Linked DNA regions of Oryctolagus cuniculus: region 1 is linked to region 2. A link is a contact called in public Micro-C data. All regions are on one chromosome and are shown on one strand. The core of a region is the stretch at or near the end of the contact, and the rest is flanking DNA. Distances in the headings are between cores, read along the strand shown. Region 1 overlaps BCL7C (BAF chromatin remodeling complex subunit BCL7C). Region 2 holds the start of FBXL19 (F-box and leucine rich repeat protein 19).

Region 1 (5,406 bases), core at 722-3,221, 36 kb before region 2:
CCATCTTCTACTGCTTTTCCAGCTGCTCGGCAGGGAGCTGGACTGGAAGTAGAACAGCCTGGACTCAAAATGGCGCTCCAGTGTGGGATGCTGGGATTACAGCAGCGGTGTAAGCCACTGCCCACCTCTCTCTCAACTATGAATGATTCTCCTGGGGATTACAATCAACATCTCAGAACAACACAGGAGTGGGTGTTGGCCTAAAGGCCAAGATGCCTTCATGTTAACAGCAATAATATACAAAACCTTTGCTTCTATCCTTCTCTTTCCCCTGCTCCTCCTTTGACATACAATTTGCTTCTTCACATATTAAAGTACATAAACAGTTTTATAATTACAAATGGTCCTGCAACTTACAATGGTTCGACATGATTTACCAGCTTCACAATGGAAGAAAACAATACACATTCAGTAGAAACTGATCTTCAGGGGCCAGCACTGTGTGCAGCAGGTTAGAGGCCTGGCCTGAAGCACCTGCATCCCATATGGGCCCTGGTTCGAGACCTGGCTGCTCTACTTCCGATCCAGCTCTCTGCTATGGCCTAGGAAAGCAGTGGAAGATGGCCCAAGTCCTTGGGCCGCTGCATCTGTGTGGGAGACTGGACGAAGCTCCTGGCTCCTGGCTTGGGATCAGGGCAGCTCCTGTCATTGTAGCCATCTGGGGAATGAACCAGCAGATGGAAGACCTCTCCCCCGCCTCTCTGCCTCTGCCTCTCTGTAACTCTGCCTTTCAAATAAATAAATCTTTTAAAAAAATTTACTGTTGGGGTCAGTGCTATGGTATAGTAGGGCCCCCACCTATGGTGCCAACATTCCACATGGGCACCAGTTCAAATCCTGGCTTCTCCATTTCCAATCCAGCTCTCTGCTATGGCCTGAGAAAGTAGTGGAAGATGGCTCAAGTGCTTGGGCCCCTGCACTCACATGAGAGAACAGGAAGGAGCTCCTGGCTTCAGATCGGCCCACTTCTGGCCATTGCCACCATTTGGGGAGTGAACTGGCAGATGGAAAATTTCTCTTACAAATAAATAAATCTTAAAAAAAAAAATAAGAAAAGCAAACACCTGGCCCAGCCCTGCATAGAAGATCGCTCTGTCTCTCTCCACCTCCTCTGTAACGCTGCCTTTCAAATAAATTAACCTTTTTAAAATCAGTGTATTTTTTTTAAATGCCCAAATAAACAAATAGAGAGACAGGAAGCCCGCTGGTGCTAGTCTGGGGGACGGAGCGCGCTGGAGGAAGGCCTGGGAACCACTGCTCACCACTGCGGTTTCTTTCAGGGCTGATTAAAATGTTCTAACACTGCGCTAATTGCTCAATTGTACACGTCAAACCGGTGAGTGGGAGGGTGTGTGGATTAAGCTCAATAAAGCTGCTGTTTTTAAACATACGTCTCCAGTGAAATGCACAGGGGTTCAGTGATTACTTCCCCTGAGGTAGGAGGTGGCGGTTCACCTGCGCCAGGACCGCTGTCGGTTCCGTACCAGGTGCGGTTCCGTACCAGGTGCGTGAGCCGGCGGGGAGCGGTCAGCAGCAAGCACTCGCTACCAGGCAGGACTGAGTGGCCACACAAGCCCCCTGGGCCGCTGACCTGCACCCGAGCCTCAGTTCTCTGATCTGTAAAACGGGTTGAAGCCACAAACACCCTGTGAGAAATGAGAGGAATGAGCCTGCACAGCAAGCCCGCCACGGCCGCCCCGCTACCCTGGACTTAAATTCCTCCTCCTGAGTCGCAGATTCCTCCACTGGACAGCAGGGGGATACGGTGTGGTCCGAGGTGCAAGCGAGTCCTCCCGGCCCTAAAGCACGGCCGGGGAACCCAAGGCCCACTCGGGGTTACGACGCTGCCCACGACCGGACCTCGAGGCAGGGAGCCCAGGAGGCGCAGGCCGAGCGCAGGGCGCCCGCTCCGACCCCCGCCGGCGGCGGGAGCACAGGCCCCGCCCCGCCCCGCCCCGCCGGAAGTCCGCCGTCGGCCCCTCTAGCACGCGCGCGCCGCGTCGGTGGCCTTAACCCTTCCCCGGGCCGCGCCTGCTCCCCGCGGGCCGGCCGTGCCGAGGCACGCTGCCCTCCTTTGTTTCCTCCGAGCTTCACAAAAGGCCGAGGCGGAGGTAGGGCCGCAGGCTCGCGTTGCACAGATGGCGACCGAAGGCATTACCGGCGCTGTCCCGGAACCTGGCGCCCCGCTCGTGGCTGGGTTCTCTCAGTGCCACCGCCCCCTCGCTGGCTGCCTCCCAAGATCTTGTCCGAAGACATCGAGACCTCACGCAGGGTCGTTACGATGACTTTTCTTTGGCACTGCATTTCTGAAATTATCTAGAGTGCACGAAACTGCCCGGGGGTGCGACAAAGCACACGCGGGGAACGTTCACCTGGCAAACCTTGGTTTACATCATGCGGTTGCGGACCTGGTACAAAGACGAGGAACAGAGTATTGGCTCCATTTTTCAGATGAGGCAACCAAGGTCCTGACAGGGCAAGGGCTTTTGCCCGGGTCACGGGGAGAACAAATCAGTCTGAACCTAGAAGGGTGCATTCTTACCCTGAGTCCCAACCCGCCGGGACACCACGAGCCCCCTGACTTGGAACAAAGGAGAGGACAGGCAAGAAAAGCCCCAGACAAATGTGACAGTGGGAGAGCAAGTGATGGTGCGCAGCCCTCCTGCCTGCCCGGCGTCACCAACCAGAAACATCCCCGCCTTCCCAGGCCTGCAGACACACAGCTGGGGGTTCTGCCAGGCGCTCGCGGCGCCTGTCCCAAATGAGTCCCGGTGACTTTGGGCCTCCCCGGGCCCGCCGGGAGGTGGAACCAAGCGGAAACCCCGGCGCCTTTCCAGTGGCTGGGAAAACAGAGCATTGCACTTTATACAGGAGAAAGGAAGCCGGGCTTGCTTTAGTTCTTCCATTGATCACTAAGTAGTAAGCACCTGCTGTTTCCCTGCCTGCCCGGAGGAAGACAAAGGAGAGCCAGAGACGGGGAAGTGGAAGATCCGATAAAGAGGAAGCCCAGAGACTAAGCAAGGAGCTGACCGGGTTCGGAGGTCAGGGAGCCTTCCTGCAGGAGGTGAGATGAGCCCGAGACTGAAAGATCAGTCAGCCATGGCCTTGGCCACGAGGAAGGGAAGAGTTCCCCCAGGCAGAGGGAGCAGCAAGTGTGAGCGGGGAGGGAGCCTGGCCAGCTGCGGTGTGTTAGAAATTAGGAGCATGGGGGAGGGGCCCAGGGGCCACACTGAGCAGGGCCTCATGGGCAAAGGCAGGTAAGAACCGGCGGGCGGGCGGACACCCAGCGGGCAGGAAGTGAGGCATGAGAACAGGAAGCAGAGGCAAGAAGATGAGCAACAGGCCAGGCCTGCTGGAGCTCCGCCCTCAGTCTTAAGGCTCTGCAAGGCCTCAACGAGATGAGGAAGACACTAGGGAGTGGTAGGGATGGGGTGACCAGGGCAGCCAGGGAGCTGCCCTCCCTCGTGATGACCACCCTGGGAAGCGAACTCCATGTCTCAGAACTTCTGCTTTCAAGAGTGCCTGGGGGCCCCCAGCGCTGTGGTGTAGCGGGGAAAGCCGCCGCCTGCAGTGCCAGCATCCCACAGGGGCACGGGTTTGAGTCCCGGCTGCTTCACTTCCGATCCAGCTCTCTGCTGTGGTCTGGGAAAGCAGTAGAAGATGGCCAAGTCTTTGGGCCCCTATACCCATGTGGGAGACCTGGAAGAGGCTCCTGGCTTCAGATCCATGCAGCTCCGGCCATTGTGGCCACCTGGGGAGTAAAACGGTAGATGGAAGACCTCTCTCTTTCTCTCTCTCTCTCTCTCTCTCTCTCTCTCTCTCTCTGTGTCTGCCTTTCTGTAACTCTGACTTTCAAATAAATAAATAAATCTTAAAAAAAAAAAAAAAAGCCACCGCCCATAGGAGTGACGGTTTGGGTCTTGGCTGCTCCATTTTCCTTTGTTCTCCACTTAGCAGAGTGATCTTGCTCAAAATGAAGTCTATGGAATACAACTTAGCAATAAAAAGGCCCATGCCTCTGATCCATGGAAAAACATGGGCCACTCTCAAGAATATTCCACAGCATGCAGCGGGTTAAGCCACGGCTTGTGATGCCAGCATTCCATATCAGAGTGCCGGCTGGAGTCCCAGCTGCTCCACTTCTGATTCAGCTCCTTGTTAACTGCACCTGCAAAATCCGCAGATAATGGCCCAAGTACTTGGGCTCCTGCCAACCACAGGGGAGACCCAGAAGGAGTTACAAGCTCCTAGCTTCAGCCTGGCGCAGCCCTGGCTGTTGCAGACATTTAGGGAGTGAACCAGCAAGTGGAAGCTTGCCCTCTCTCACTCTGCCTTTAAAAATGTATGTCACAGCAGCTGGTGCTGTGGCAGGTGAAGCCGCCGCCTGCAGTGCCGGCATCCCACACGGGCACCAATTAGAGTCCCGGCTGCTCCACTTCTGGTCCAGCTCCTTGCAAATGCGCTTGGGAAAGCAATGGAAGATGGCCCAAGTGCTTGGGCCCCTGCACCCGCACAGGAGACCTGGAAGAAGCTCCTGACTCCTGGCTTCAGATCAGCGCAGCTCTGGTCCTTGCAGCCATCTGGGGAGTGAACCCAGAGGATGGAAGACCCTCTTTCTCTCTCCCTCTTTCTCCTACTGCTGCCTCTCTGTGACTCTATCTTTCAAATAAATAAATCTTCTTAAAAGATGTACATTACACTGAGTAAAAGAAAGCAGATGCAAAGGGGTACATAGTGTACGTCTGATTCCGTTTCTAGAACGGGTTAAACCTGCTCTGTGGTTAAAAGGAAAAAAAAAGTCAGGTAGGTATCTGCTGCAGAGGCGATGACTCCACTAGGGATGTCCGTATCCCACACTGGAATCACAGTGCCTGGGTTGCAGTCCTGGGTCCACTTCTGCTTCCGGCTCCCTGCTAATGCGCTCCGGGGGAGGCAGCAGGAACTCAAGCACATGGGGCCCCCCAACCCAGGTGGGAGACCAGGATTCAGTTCCTGGCTCCTGGCTTCGACCTGGCTCAGCCCCAGTCGCTGCAGGCATTTGGGGAGTGAAACAGCAGACAGATGATCCCTCTCCACCTTTCAAATAAAAAACTGAACAGACCAGGCCACTGGAGAAGTGACAAGGAGCTATCAGGAGCTTTCTGGAGCGACTGCGACGTTGTGTGTTTGACAAGTCCGCCTTTGCCGTCGTCTGCATTGGTTAAACTCACTGAGTGAGGCACTGGGCACGGGGCCTTTCGTCCTCGGATATTTCACATCCAGCGGGAAAAACAACGTCACCCACAAAAACTGCACGGGACTTAATGACACACGTGCTTAGTGTTGAGAGGGACGTGCACCACTGTCTACAGTTGGTTTGGAAGGAGACCAAGGACATAGGGTAGACATGGACACGTGACAAGGCAA
Region 2 (5,153 bases), core at 403-2,902:
GAAGCAGCCCCGTTTGTGGATGCTCTCAGCCTGGTCTCCTGGAGAACTTACTGGAGCCGCTGCATCGAGCACTTGTGGCTTCAGGTTATAGCACGGCTTCTTTCCTTAACCTCACAAACCAGCAACTTCCGCTGGCTTCAAAGCTTTCTTCTGTGGCTTCCTGGCCTCTCTCAGCCTTTGTAGAACCAGAGACTTCTTCCGGGGTCTTGCCCTGGATTAGGGTTTAGCGGAGGGGAAAGTTGTGACTGGTGTGATTCTCTCCTTATCAGCAGAGAGTTGTTTTGCCTTCTTATCATTCAGCATTCTCGGGTGGGGCAGGTCTTGTTTCCTTCAAGAACTTCGCCTTTGCCATTTGCAGCTTGACTGTTCAGTGGGAGAGGCCTAGCTTCTGGCCTAAGAGGATACTTTGCATAGTTTGTGCAGGTTGGAATGAAAACAAAGGTTTCTCTGGGTACAAACAAAATTTGAAAAACCATGCGTACGAGGGCATTTCACAAAGTTCATGGAAAAAGTGAATTATGAAAACACGATGTATGGATTTAAAAATGATTTATTTATTTGAAAGTTACAGAGAGAGAGAGAGAGAGAGAGAGAGAGAGAGAGATCTTCCATCTGCTGGCTCATTCCTTGGCTGTGCCAGGCCAAAGCCAGGAACTAGGACTTCTTCTAGGTCTCCCATGTGGGTGCAGGGACCCAAGGACTTGGGCCATCTTCTACTGCTTTCCCAGGCCATAGCAGAGAGCTGGACTGGAAGTGGAGCAGCCAGGACTCAAACCAGCACCCATATAGGATACCAGCACTGCAGGCAGTGGCTTTACTCACTATGCCACAGCACCAGCCCAAAAAATAAACTTTCTAGGACTTATTACTTGAAAAAGGATTACAGAGAGAAAGGGATAGACAGAGAGAGGAGAGATGTTCTAGCCACTTGTTCACCCCCCCAAATGGCTGCAACAGCCTGGGCTGGGCCAGGCTGAAACCATGAGCCAGGAGTCTCATCTGGGTCTCTTATGTGGGTGCAGGGGCCCAAGGACTCGGGCCATCCTCCACTGCTTTCCCAGGTACAGCTCCCAGGGAGCTGCATGAGAAGTGGAGCTGTCAGGATTCGAACTAGTGCTCCTATGGGATGCCGGTGCTGCAGGCAGCGACTTTACCCACTATGCCACAGCACCAGCCCCCAAACCTTTTCTTTTCTTTTCTTTTCTTTTTTTTTTTTCGACAGGCAGAGTTAGACAGTGAGAGAGAGAGACAGAGAGAAAGGTCTTCCTTCCATTGGTTCACCTCCCAAGTGGCCGCTATGGCCAGCGCGCTGCGCCAATCCGAAGCCAGGAGCCAGGTGCTTCTCCTGGTCTCCCGTGCGGGTGCAGGGCCCAAGGACTTGGGTCATCCTCCACTGCATTCCCCGGGGCACAGCAGAGAGCTGGACTGGAAGAGGAGCAACCGGGACAGAATCCCGCGCCCCGACCGGGACTAGAACCTGGGGTGCCGGCGCCACAGGCGGAGGATTAGCCTAGTGAGCCGCGGCGCCAGCCCAAAACTTTTAATTTCATTTTCCATGAACCTGTTGAAGTATGCTTCTACAAATAGTATCTGCTCATGATGAGAATTTCACTTATAAAATGAAGAGTTTTTCTATATATATATATATATTTTTTTTTTTTTTCCCTTATTTATTTGAGAGCAGAGAGACAGACAGCTGGCATTTCCCCAAGCCAGGAGCCAGGAACTCAACCCAATCACCTGGGTCATCACCGCTGGCCCCAGGGTCTGCATTTGCAGGAAGCTGGAGTCAGGAGTTGGAGCCCGGGGTTTTGAACCCAGGCTCTCAGTGTTCGATGAGGGCGTCCTGACGGCCACGTTCAGTGCCTACGCCCAGGACCGCAATTTTCCCATCCATAAAATGGGAGCCTGTTCCGCCAGCATCTTAGCTTCAAGGGCGATGCACGCCTCATGAAGCTTAGCAGCTAGTGGAAGAGGCCACGAATCTCATCCGGGAACCACAGAGAAGCTTCAGTGGATGGTGGACAGTGGCGTTTAAATTCAGACCCGAAAGGTGAGCAGCTAACTGGGCGGAACCACCCAGGGATGGGAGGAGGGGAGGTGCAATGCTCTGAAGTCATCCTCCTCGGCGCCAAAATGAAAGCCTCGAGGGCCGAGAGGCAGAGGCACTGGTCTTGGGAGCCCGAGGTTTTCCTGATTGATAAAAGTGCCGGCATAAGGGTTCAGCCTGAGGCCAGGGCCTGCAATGTCGGGAGTGACACCACATTCCCCCACCCCCAACAGAAAAACCACACCCACCAAGTCTCCCGCCGGGCCCCTAAGGCAGAGGGACTCGGCTTGGGGTCCGGAGCAGTGTGGCAGGTGGAGGAGGAGGCGGCGGCGAGTGAGAGGCCCGGAAGTGGGCTGCTGAGGTGCGCAGGTGAAGGCCTCCCAGGGTGCCCGGGAAGCGCCTACAACTTCAGGTGCAGGCATTTGGTGGGTTTGTAGACCCTCGGCCGAATGGAGAAAGGGCGCCCCCTGGGAGCAGTGCTCGGTAGTGCATGCCGGAGGGCCCAGCTGTGGAAGGGCGGAGGGGTGGGCGGCTCAGGATGGGGTGGCCCGCCCAGCCCGGTGTTCTGGTCACTGAAGCGAATTCCGTCCGGCGTGGTGGACTCCTGGATTCCCAGGAAGGCGGTACTGGACGGGACCTCCATAAAGGCACTGTCGTCACGGGCCCGGGGCCAGAGCTGGGCACTTTCGTGAACACTGTCTTGTTTAACACTCCTCTAACTCTGCTTCCAGGTGGGTATCACTATCCCATTTCTCAGATGAGAAAACCGAGGTTTGGTGACTTCCGGGGTGGTGGTGGTGGCAGCGGAGCGGGGCTGGGATTTTTGTACGACCTCAGCCTGGAGCCCTCACGACTTGTAAGATAGCGACCGAGTTCTGGAGGCTTGGGGGTGAGCGGCCTCGGGCGTGAGGCGCCTACGCTTTCGAAGGGACAGCGGCGTGACTTTCGGCGAGAACCACGCCTCCTTTGTCGCGGCAATGCTGACTACCGATGCTTTCCTTTAAGAGCCTTCTCTTGACATATGAAGTCCTTGCCACCCGAGGAGGCGGACATTCTAGATTCCTGGATCGCCCGGGCGTCTTTCTCTCTCATTCGCAGTGATTCCCCACTGGTGACATAAACTCTCCCCCCTTCCCCCAGCGAGTGAAAGCCCAGGACTACTTTTCCCGGCAGGCTCTGCTGAGCGGGGTGGCCGGAGTGCCGGGGAAGGGGCCCTTCCGGTTCCGTCGGCCTGCACATTCCCACAGCCAACGTCCTTTCTCCGTAGAGCTCAGGAAAGGACTACGTCCCCCAGCAGGCACTGGCGCAGAGGTCGAGTGTCCGGGACGCCATCTTTGCTGTAGTCCCGCCCTCCACTTCTGCAGGGACTAGCCCTAGCGCCTGGACTACAACTCCCATGCGCCATCTCCCCACCCTCACTTACTCTGGCCGCCATCTCTGCCGGCAGTCCCCGCCCCGTCCCGTTCCATTGTCTGGACTGAAGATAATAGAGAGGAGCTGGGAAGACTGCAACTCCCGCCAGGCTTTGCGCCACCGGGTGGGGGATTTCGCTATTGCAGGCGGGCGAGGTGCCCAAGGTGGTGGAATGAGGCGACGGAGAGGCTAGGTAGCCTGCCATCTTTATGGTAGTCTCCTTCTTCTCCTGGCTCCGCCATTCTTAAAGAACACCAGAAGACTAGGAAACTACTATTCCCATCGCACCTCATGAAATCGAGTGCTAGTCAGGTGTACGCCCCTCTTCCGCCATCTTGCTTGTAGTCCTCATTCCTTTTCACCTTTCCATTGTTCCTGACGAATAGAAATGGCAGCGGGAAGGCAGCAGATGGACTGCGACTCCCGTCAGGTACCACACACGCGGAGGGTTGTGGACAGGAGGGCGTGTGAGTGCCTGGGAAGGAGGTCGGGTCGGGGGAGAAGGCCATCTTGTTTGTAGTCATCGTTCCCGCTCCTTCTCTATGTTCTGCAACGGGGAGCCTCAGGCCAACCGGACTATAACTCCCGGCATCCTCGGCTCCCGGCTTGGCACGTCCTCCGCCATTTTGCTTGTAGTCCCTGCTGGCCCCAGCGTCTCGTTGTCTCTGCGGTAGCACCAACGTCCGCGGGACTACAACTCCCGTCGTGCCCTGCACGCGCTCGTCCTCGAAAGTGGAGGTGGGGGAGGAAGGAGGGGGCAGGGGGCGGGGTTCCTCTGTGAGAAGGAGGGAGTAAGAGGAGGAGGAGGAGGGAAGGAGGAGGGAGGGGAGGGGGAAGAGAGGAGGAAGGAGGAAGGAGCTGAGGAGGGATGAGAGAAGCGGCCAGGGCCCCGGGCCGAAGCAGCGCGGGGCTGGGGGACCAAGGGGGCTGAGACACCCCAACTGCCCCCTTCCCCCTTCCCTGCCCCCCCCTCCATCCTTTCCTTCCACCCTCTCGCTTGAGGAGGGGGATTTATTCAAATTTTATTTAAATCCCTATCTCCCGAGGGTCGCGCGCTGGGGGGGGAGGGGGAGAGGGCGGGGGCGCGCGCGGGCTGGGGGGGCGGGGCCGGAGCAGCTTCCTTTGCCCCCCTCCGCTCGCTCCGTAGGCGTAGGACAGGGGGCCGCAGTCCAGGGGCGGGCCCAGGGGAGGGGGGCAGGTTACAGCGACCCCCCCCTCCCCGGGAACCGGCGGTGGGCGGGGCTTGAACCCCGGAAACGGTGGGGGGGCCCAGGCCTGGCCCTGGACCCCTGGGCAGTGGGGGCCGGGAAGGGGCCAGTTAAAGGGCCGGGGGCGCTGAGGAGAGGCGGGGCGGGGTGGGGGGAGGGGAGCTGGGACTCGGACCCGGGACTGAGTGGGGCCCGGGCCAGAAGCTGAGCACCCTGCGCCCGAGGAGCCCCCGTTGGCCTGGGGGGGCTGAGGGACTGAGCCCCCCAGAGCAGGACCTCCCCCTGGAAGGGCCGCGCCGCAGCCCGTGGGAGGGCCTCGCCCCCGGCGCCCCCCAGCTCCATTCGCCGCCGTCCCGGCCTCCGCCGGAGGGAGGGGCCGAGCGCCCTCGGGGGGCCGTGGACCCCGGCGTTCTGAGCGTTCCACGCCCCGCGCCGCCCGGCCCCCCCGCCGCCGATGGCCGCCGACCCGCCGGGAGCTGCCA

The links. Hi-C and Micro-C count contacts between places; a contact is called where the count stands out from the background.
Region 1: a contact with region 2 is called in a Micro-C map of ear pinna, with 1.9 times the contacts expected there. The contact joins the enhancer-like site here to the promoter of FBXL19 in region 2. A contact is called at or near these places in 5 of 6 Hi-C or Micro-C datasets (ear pinna, liver, psoas muscle and 2 more).

Annotation. Positions count from the first base shown.
Region 1 is chr19:6,259,271-6,264,676 of mOryCun1.1, reverse strand. All of the region lies in intron 5 of BCL7C (BAF chromatin remodeling complex subunit BCL7C), which reads right to left. LOC127487909 (a long non-coding RNA gene) reads left to right here. Exons shown (of 3, transcript XR_007915179.2): 2 at 1-5,406. Among named protein-coding and RNA genes, the nearest start is that of BCL7C, 10 kb to the right of the region's middle. Within about 2 kb of position 1,971, at least 5 of the 8 cell types and tissues checked have an H3K27ac peak or open chromatin away from gene starts, as enhancers often do. A contact at or near this core is called in ear pinna, where this site is marked.
Region 2 is chr19:6,222,851-6,228,003 of mOryCun1.1, reverse strand. It overlaps FBXL19 (F-box and leucine rich repeat protein 19), which reads left to right and starts at 1,652. Exons shown (of 11, transcript XM_070064852.1): 1 at 1,652-2,781.